Linked DNA regions of Triticum aestivum: region 1 is linked to region 2. The links are chromatin contacts, called in public Hi-C maps. All regions are on one chromosome and are shown on one strand. The core of a region is the stretch at or near the end of the contact, and the rest is flanking DNA. Distances in the headings are between cores, read along the strand shown.

Region 1 (4,506 bases), core at 697-3,196, 310 kb after region 2:
GGCGCGCTTCAGGAAATCCGCCTGTGGCTGGAAATCGGCATCGAAGATGACAACGTATTCATAGTCTTTCACATAGCTGCAGTTCATTGCTGATTTGAGGTTTCCAGCCTTGTATCCGTCCCGGATCACCCGGTGCCTGTATACTATGCGCACGCCCTCCCGCTGCCATTTCTCAACCTCCTCCTTGATGAGCGCCGAGGTGGTAGCATCATCGGAGTCGTCCAGCACCTGCACCAAGAAATTTGACCTTGGCCAGTCGAGAGCGCAAATTGCGCCAATGGATTGCTGGTAGACCTGCAGACATCCAAATGAAATAAGTTTATTGAACCGGACTACAACTTTTTACAACAACAAATTACCTATAAGATTTTCCCAAAAGAAGTGTACTAGTAGTTGATTGAAAATTTTAGTATCTTTTCTTAGCCACTTCCCAAATTAAGTAGTGCGCCATAGCTTGTCACCTTGATCTCCAATCACATGCCTCCTCAATTATTATCTGGTGACCGGTGACGACAAAGTTCTAGTCCGAGATTTGGATTAATAAGTGTGCCTTAAAGAAAGTAGAGATGATATGAATCCCAACCGCAAACCAAATTCGGCCTTTTGTAAAGCAAATCACGGAGTTTGTTGTTGGTATGAGATTCATATGAAGTACGAACACATCAACGTCAGAGAGCATCAGAGTTGTGGTTGGAGAAGTCAGGACAAAGATCCGAACAAAATGCAGTCTACGCTTAACCCGAATCCCCAGACGGTAGCATCTTCCCCCACTCTACCTGGAATTTAGGCTGTCCTAGTCGAATACTGAAGCTCCAATTGCAGCTCAAGATCGATTGGGAAGCAAGAAGCAGATGATGATTGGAGCTTACCTCTCGCTCGTTGCACATGGGCATCTGCACGAGGACCATGGGGAAGTCCTCGTCGCCGGCCTCGACGTCGTCCTTGTCGGCGGCGATGGGCACGGGCTTGATGCCCCGGAGCTTGATCCAGAGGCAGCCGAGGCAGAGGACGAGGCGGTCGACGCTCTGGATCATGAAGAGCACGACGCAGGAGTTGGTGAGGAACTGCAGCGGCGGCGCGATGTACTGGAGGCGGACGCGCATCCAGCCGGCGTAGGCGGAGGCGGCGAGCCCGTCGACGGCGAGGAGGCCGTCCATGGCGAGCTGGCCCGGCATCTCGGGCATCTCGGGCATCTGGAGGTGCCAGCCCTGGAGGTAGGCGGCCACCTCGACGGCGAGCAGCAGCATGGAGAGCACAACGAAGAGCCTGAGGCAGCCGTAGAAGCGCGCGCGCAGGGCCGTGCTCTCCCCGGGCGCGGCGTCCCCGTCCGTCCGTCCGGCCGCCACCCGCCGGCGCGCGGCGGCGGCGACGGCGAGCGCCGCGGAGGCCGCCCCCGTGAGGCGCCCCGCCGCGCGGTGCGCCTTGAGGAGCAGCACCCAGGTGATCTGGCGCGCGTTCTTGCCGCGCCCGGCCTTGCCGGCCGCCAGCCCCGCCGGCGACCCCGGCACCGCCTCCTGCTCCATCTCCGAAATCGACCAGTTGGGGTTCTCCATCTTGACCACCACCGGCGTCCCGCCGCCCCCGTCGCTCAGCCTCGCCTCCCTCCCCCAGAACGACGGCGCCATTGCCACCCTTGGTCAACCTCCGACCTCAGACAAACGACAGCAGCAGCAGCAGCCAAGAACTCTCCCAGGCAGCCCACGAAGAATGGCGCTTCTTCCTGCTCCTCCTCGGCGCCGCTTTACCCGCTCATAGAGGACATCAGCTGGACGCCCTTAATAGCCCCCCTGGAGGACGGACGGACGCACCCGCCAGAGCACGCAGACTAGCAGGCCACGAAGAGGGGAGGGGGGAAGAACAGCTCACCACGTCGCTCGCTCTCGCGCTCCAGGATACGATACGAGCTCCCCCTCCCCCGCTTTGTTTATTTGTAGCCTCGCCACCGCCGCGTCGACCCCTCCTACCGCCCGACCCGGCGGAATAAAAAACGCTTCTTTGGCGCCCCGAGACGCGCACAGGCGCGCACACGACCGACCCGCCCGCCCGGCCGTGGTGAACCGAAACGAGCAGCGGAGCCGGTGCCGGGTTTGGACGGACGCTTCGGCGCTGCTTCTGGCGAGATGAGATCAACGTGCGTGGGCGCGGTGCGTGGCGAGGCGAAGGAGTTCGGCGCACGTCGGTGTATTCGTTGCGTGCGGTTGGGCTGCGGCCTGGGCTGTCGCCTGTCGGTGCCACGGCAGCCGGCGCGCGCTCTGGCCGGCAGCTTGCTACTACGTGCTGCATGCCGCTGCCGCGCCGGTCAAAACGGCCGAGCGGTCAGGGTCCAAGGTGGGAAATTCGGGGTGCATGGGGGCGGATTATGGGCCAAAAATATTGGGGGAAAGGGCAAAAAAGGCCGGGATCAGATTAGATCTGCGCCACTTGGCTGGAGATGGGGACAAACTGAGCCGCGATTCTATTAACAAACGTAATCCGTGGTAAACAACAAAAGGGAAAGTGATCAGCCGAATCTCTGAATACCGGGGACAGGATTAGCATCTGCAACTAAACAGACAAATAGGCACACAAACGTGGAGAAGATTGACACGGTTCTGTCTGCAGCATTTTAACACGGGGAGTGCTGGAGGTACGTGCAAACTGGCAGGAAACGGTGGGTCAGGGTATCTCAAATGGCAACCCGTAAAAATCCTTCCACGTCTGTCCGCGGACAGGAACCAGTCCGAGGATACGGATGCGGGAGGACGACATCCAATGCTAGTAGTATATATTTCAAACTCTTTTTCGATAAACCGAATGAAATTCGTGCAAATAAGGCCGGATTCTATATAAACATTACGGATTTCATTATATTTACATCAAAGGGATGCTAGTCTGACTCTAAAGATATAGTTAATACCTAATCTAAATGGTCGCCGGCACGGCGGCACCCGTTCCCCGTGTCTGGCCATCAGCCCCGAGAACTGAAGCTTCACCAACTCCACTTCCGACTCGGCACTCTCCAGCTCCGCCTCAGTAACCTCCTCCTCCGGAGCCCCGGGAACTGAAGTTGTTCGCCTCCACATCGCCGCCAAGCGACTAATCGGCCGAAGATGGTGATCCCACCAAGCTTGGTGTCGACGGGAGGGGAGGAGCGACGGCCTTCCTGGGGCACAAGCGGCGGCGACCTACCGTGCACTACTCTTCCTCACTGTCGGCGACGCCCACGGACGTGCCGGCTTCTTCGTGGTTGTGGCGCGAGGGTGCGAACTCCTCGTCGTCGGTGTCGCCGAACAATGTCTCGCCCGCGTCGTCGTCGCACTCCTTGCCGGCGGCCGCCTTCTCCGCCACCCACTGCCGGTACCGCCAGCGGGCGAGGCGGATCCGTGCGCGAAGCGGTACGACTCGAGCAGCGCCACCTGCTTCGCCAGGTCTGCGTCCGGCGCGACCGCCCTGCCGGCGGCGACCTATTCCTCCGCTTGCAGATGCTCCTGGAGGAGGTTGTGGTTGCAGTTGGTGTCGGCCTGCGCCTCCTAGAACTGTTCCTCCCGCACCATGTCCATATAATGGGCACGGGCCTCACCAATGGTCGTGGTGCAATGCACCGGCAAGGGTGGAGCGGAGGAGGAGGGTGCCGCAGAGGAGAGGAGGGTGGTGCTGGCTCGTCGTCGGAGGTGTCCTCCATTTGCACGTCATCGTCAGAGGCATCCTCCAGCCGCCTGCCGGCCTGCCAGTCGGCAGCAATGGCGGCCATGGCCTTATTCTATTCCGACGTTAGCCCACCCTAGAGAACTTTGGCCGCGAAGGGATCCATGGTGGGGAGTGGTGCGGAGAGAGATGACTTTGGCTATGGCCGGGGCACCGGGGCAACAGTTTATATAGCACCGGCGGGTGGCAGAGGGACAGACGGGTGGCGCCAGAGGAGACGCCTCGGCAACCGCATGCCATCAATGCAGACGGACAGACGGGCGGCGCTCTCTCGGCCGGCGTGCCGCTTCAGTGCCGGCTCCAGTGAGCGGTCACGTCCGCTCTGGCCGGGCATGAATGCGGGTGCTGACGCTCTGGAGCGGCGCTGACCGAAAATAAGCGGGAGGGGGGTTGGTGGGCCATGGCAGTCAGAAGCGGGCTTGGGATCAGTCCAGACTCCCGCACGAAGGAAATATGCCCTAGAGGCAACAATAAAGTCGATATTTTATATTTCCTTATTCATGATAAAGGTTTATTATTGATGCTAGAATTGTATTGATCGGAAACTTAAATACATGTGTGAATACATAAACAAATACCGTGTCCCTAGCAAGCCTCTACTAGACTAGCTCGTTGATCAAAGATGGTTAAGGTTTCCTAACCATAGACATGTGTTGTCATTTGATAACGGGATCACGTCATTAGGAGAATGATGTGATGGACAAGACCCATCCGTTAGCTTAGCATAATGATCGTTCGGTTTATTGCTACTGCTTTCTTCATGTCAAATACATATTCCTTCGACTATGAGATTATGCAACTCCCGGATACCGGAGGAATACC
Region 2 (4,507 bases), core at 1,952-4,451:
GAGACCCCGACTTGGGAGCTATATTACTATCGGTTGTGCCGTATACGTTTAGGGTTCATCCCTGAGAGGAATTCTGGAAGATTCGATGCCCAGCTCAGCCACAACCCGGCTGTTAAGTAGGTGGATGCCTCGCGGTAAACAGCGGAGTGTGAATAGTAACAGTAACGGAAAGTAAATCTAACGGTTGACGATGAAAGTAGCTTGAGGAGTCTCTTGGACCGTTGGATTGGCTGAATCGGTATGTGCCGGAAATGGCACAGTTAACTGAAGAATAATCTTCAGATACCGTGACCTAACATTACCTCCAACTTCAACTTGGCTAGTTGAAAAGCACAATTGGGAACTACAGCAGCAGAAAGCAGCAGACCTCCTCTAGCTACTGATACCGTTCTAGGTCTGACAAGGAGCAATTGACAGTTTGATTTAATAGCAAACTGTTCACTGATAAAAGAAGTTGAACTGCCTGAATCCAGTAGTGCTACTGCTCTTTTTCCATTGACATACACTATTACTGTAGGAGATTGTACAACAAGCTACTGGCCCATAGCATGTGCAGAGATAAACATTGCTTGCTCTTGCTGTTCTGTTCCTTCCTCTACTACTTCCTGTTGATCAATGTCAGTTTCATATGGACCAGTTTCTTCCATTTCTTGCTGTAACATGTGCACATTAGGTACTAAAGTGCATTTGTGGCCATGAAACCACTTATCTCCACACCTCCAACATTCACCTGCTTTCCTGCTTTTCTGAATATGACTGTTAACATGTTCATTGTTCTTTGTGTTACTAGTTGTTGGAGCTGTTGCAGTGTTGATCACCTGTTTCCCTGCTGTGGGCACTACATTTTTCTGCCAGTAGTTATTGTAAGGAGTTGTTGACTTCTTGATATGTGTCACAGGAGGGGGGTGACAAGGTTCAATCTCTTTTGCCAAACAGTAGGCATCAGTTAGGGAAGTGGGTCTAAGAAGTCTCAATTGGTACTTAATTCCATCTCTCATCCCATTAACATAGCACTTTACAAACCAGAGTTCAGATAATGTAGGATTTTCCTCCTGCAGTTCAGCCATTAAATCTTCAAACATCTTGGTATACTCTGACACTGAATTGCTTCCTTGTTTCAGAGAAGTGAATTGTTCAGTGAGGTCATAAGAGCCTTGGGCAGAAAATCTCTTAATGATTTCTTTTCCAAATTCTTGCCATGACAGTTGTTTCTTGAGTAGGCCAGATCTCCTCAACCATACATCAGCATCTCCTGTCATGTACATTTGAGAGAGTGATACCTTATATTCTTCAGGTGCTCCTGCCATTTGGAAGTACTTGTTGCACTGTCGAATCCAGCCAACAGGATCTTCACCAGAAAATCTAGGAAAATCCATCCTTGGACCTTTTGTCATTGCTTTCATGAACTGAACCTGCATATCCTGCTCATAGGTTCTAAAGTAATCCTGCCACAACTGTCTGTCTCTAGCTGGTTGCTGATATTGTTGGAAAGCAGGAGTATGATCTCCCCTTCTTTGTGTTACTGGTGTTCCCATAGCACTTGCTGTTTCCAAGTTAGCATGAGCTCCAAAACCAGGTGGTGCTGTAGTTCTGCCAGTCCTGATTGGAGGTAATTTCTGCATGTGTATCTCTTCCAGTTGTCTGGTCTTTTCCTTTTCCGCTTCTAATTGTTGCCTCAACTGTTCAGTTCTGCTAGGTGGTCTTTCTCAGGTTGTTTCTCTGCTCTAGTTCCTGACCCAGATGGAGCCACTAATTTCTGCAAGACCGAACTCATCGTGGACAATTGTTTCCCCAGATCTAACACAACTTTTTCAATTCCTCCAACTTGTAGAGCTATTTCGCCTTGTTTGGAACTAATTGACTGAACATCTTCCTGTAATTTTGACACATCAGTTCGCATCGTTGCGTTTTCCTGTTGAACCGCACCAAATTCATCTCGAAGAGAGAGGACCTCTTGCCACTCGGCCTCATCAATTGCCTTCGAGCGCCCCATCACCTTGATCCAGAGAAGAGAGGGGGAATTTTACCACCGCAGATGCGGCAACCAGCATCTCAATTCCAGATCCTGCCGCCGCCAAAGCTCCACGCCACCAAGGTACACGGATCAGCGAAGGACGTGGAATTTTACCTTGCTGGAAGGGATCCAGCACAACCACTCCGCGCTACTGATCTGCACCCGAACGAACACCGCCTCCTGCGCCGCCCTGGATCCGCCGCCGCCTGACGTCGCAGTGAAGGCACGCCTCCACCGCTCGCCTCAATCGTCGCCCGCCATCACCACACAACACAGGGAGGGAATTGGGTGGGTATTCTTGCCTCTCTTGGAAAAAAATTGATCCGATCAGAAGCTACCGAGGAACCACTGCTCCGATTACCAATTTGTCAGGACCTAGTTGTTCTACGAGATCAGAGTAGAGATTTGTGTGGACGAATTTCAGAGAATTGCGAGGAAAGAGACCCCGATTTGGGAGCTATATTACCATCGGCTGTGCCATATACGTTTAGGGTTCATCCCTAACAGCGTGTTTGGTTCGGGGGAATTCGAGATGGGGAATGGGAGTTGAGAGGTGGGGAGATTAAAAGTCCACTGTTTGATTAGAGGGAATGGGAGTTTAAGTAGGAAGGGGAATGGGAGTTGAGGAAGCCAATTCCCACCTATTTCTTCCCGGGGGTACCTTGTTAATTCGTGAGCAGAGTTTTATCCCACGCTAATTCCCATCATATACCAAACAAGGGAATGGGAGTAAAAATCTACTTCCCATGACTAATCCCTTCATAAACACCCTTGTGCAAACTCCCATTCCTCTGCCTAAGTGTTTACCAAACAGGCTGTAAGAGGAATTCTGGAAGATCCGATGCCCAGCTCAGCCACAACCCGGCTGTTAAGTAGGTGGATGCCTCGCGGTAAACAGCGGAGCATGAATAGTAACAATAACGGAAAGTAAATCTAACGGTTGACGACGAAAGTAGCTTGAGGAGTCTCTTGGACCGTTGGATTGGCTGAATCGGTATGTGCCGGAAATGGCACGACCTGACAGCACTGGGCAGTGGCACAACAGAACAGTCCAGTCCCCAAACCCTCACCAAACACACTTCGTGCGAGCCCGTGCAAACCCACGGGCTGCTTGATTTCCGTGCCTTGTGAGCAGATCTATGGATAAACCCTGGCGACGTCAGAGCGCGCCCCACCAGTCGGCGACCCACGCCGTGGCCGGCACCCCCTGCGGGCACGCACATGGGGACGGGGGCGCCACTCCCACTCGCGCACACTTCCTCCCCCGCTCCCTTTCCCTTGACGCCTTGCCGATGTGATCCCCCGCCGCCTCCGCCCGCACTCCGTCCCCGCGCCGATCCCATCGCCCCTCGCCCCCAGGAAATGTCTCGCCACCACCACCACGACCCGGCCCCGCCGCCCTGCTGCTCCTGCTGCGCCTGCGCCTGCGGCTGCTCCCCGCCGGCCCCCGCCCCGGCGCCGTGCGGCTACTACCCCGCGCCGCCTCCCCAGCCGGCGCCCGCGTCGGACCAGCTCCTCCACGCCATCGCCGCGCATCTCCTGCTAAGCTCCGCTCCCCCGCCTCCCACGCCGCCCCAGGCCCAACCGCCGCCCCAGCCCCACCCGCAGCACCAGCCCCACCCTCAGCCGCCGCCGAATCCCGCCGCGCACCACGCGAATCTCTACGCCTCCTACGCTTACCAGTACCAGCACCAGCAGCAGCCGGGATCCGCCCCCCACGCGGCCTATCCCCAGCCGCCCGCGGCCGCCCCTGCGCCGCCGCCGCCGCAGCATCAGCACCAGCAGCCGAACCCGCCCGACCACGGCCAGCTCCTGCTCCACTCTCTCCTGCGCCGCGTGGCCGCGCTCGAGACGACCTTGCCGCACTGCTTCCCCTCCCCTCCCGCGCCGCACCCCCAGCAGCCCAACCCTCGCCGGCACCACCGCGCGGGCGCGCACCAGGAGGGCCCGCGCTCGCGCTCGCCCTCGCCCCCGCCGCGTCGCGCGCGCCGGGGGCCGCAGCCGCCGACCGAGAGGGAGCTCGCGGCGCGCACCATCCAGGAGCACTTCCGGCGCTTCCTGGCGCGGCGCTCCCGCACGCTGCGCCAGCTCAAGGAGCTCGCCATGCTCCGCTCCAAGGCCGCGTCTCTCCGGGCGTCCCTCTCCGGCTCCGGCCGCCGCCGGTGCAAGGACCCGATGGCTATCTCGGAGGCCGCCCTGGGCATGCTCTACCGCCTCGACGGGATCCAGGTGATGCAACGACCTCTGTTCGGTTCCATCAGTTATGCCATTGGTGTGTCTGGTTTTGATGGTGGGTTTCGGACCAGGGAGGGGACCCCATGATCCGGGAGGGGAAGCACGCCGTGAGCCGGGAGCTCGGCAGGATACTGGAGTTCGTTGACAAGGTGCTCCTCAAAGAGCAGGAGGAGATGGGCATGGATGGCGCATTCGACGATTATCCTGAAGGTTGTCATGGGATGAATCGCCCAACTGTGAACAGGAAGGTAGGTTTCC

What was found. A called contact is a pair of places that touch in the nucleus more often than the background predicts.
Region 1: a contact with region 2 is called in a Hi-C map of leaf, with 2.9 times the contacts expected there. The contact joins the promoter of LOC123182606 here to the promoter of LOC123182610 in region 2. A contact is called at or near these places in 2 of 5 Hi-C or Micro-C datasets (both in leaf).

The regions. Positions count from the first base shown.
Region 1 is chr1D:427,090,131-427,094,636 of IWGSC CS RefSeq v2.1, reverse strand. LOC123182606 (probable xyloglucan glycosyltransferase 7) reads right to left here and starts at 1,946. Exons shown (of 5, transcript XM_044595241.1): 1 at 870-1,946; 2 at 1-294. The coding sequence starts at 1,625.
Region 2 is chr1D:427,402,606-427,407,112 of IWGSC CS RefSeq v2.1, reverse strand. It overlaps LOC123182610 (formin-like protein 5), which reads left to right and starts at 3,201. Exons shown (of 2, transcript XM_044595244.1): 1 at 3,201-4,243; 2 at 4,321-4,507. The coding sequence starts at 3,236.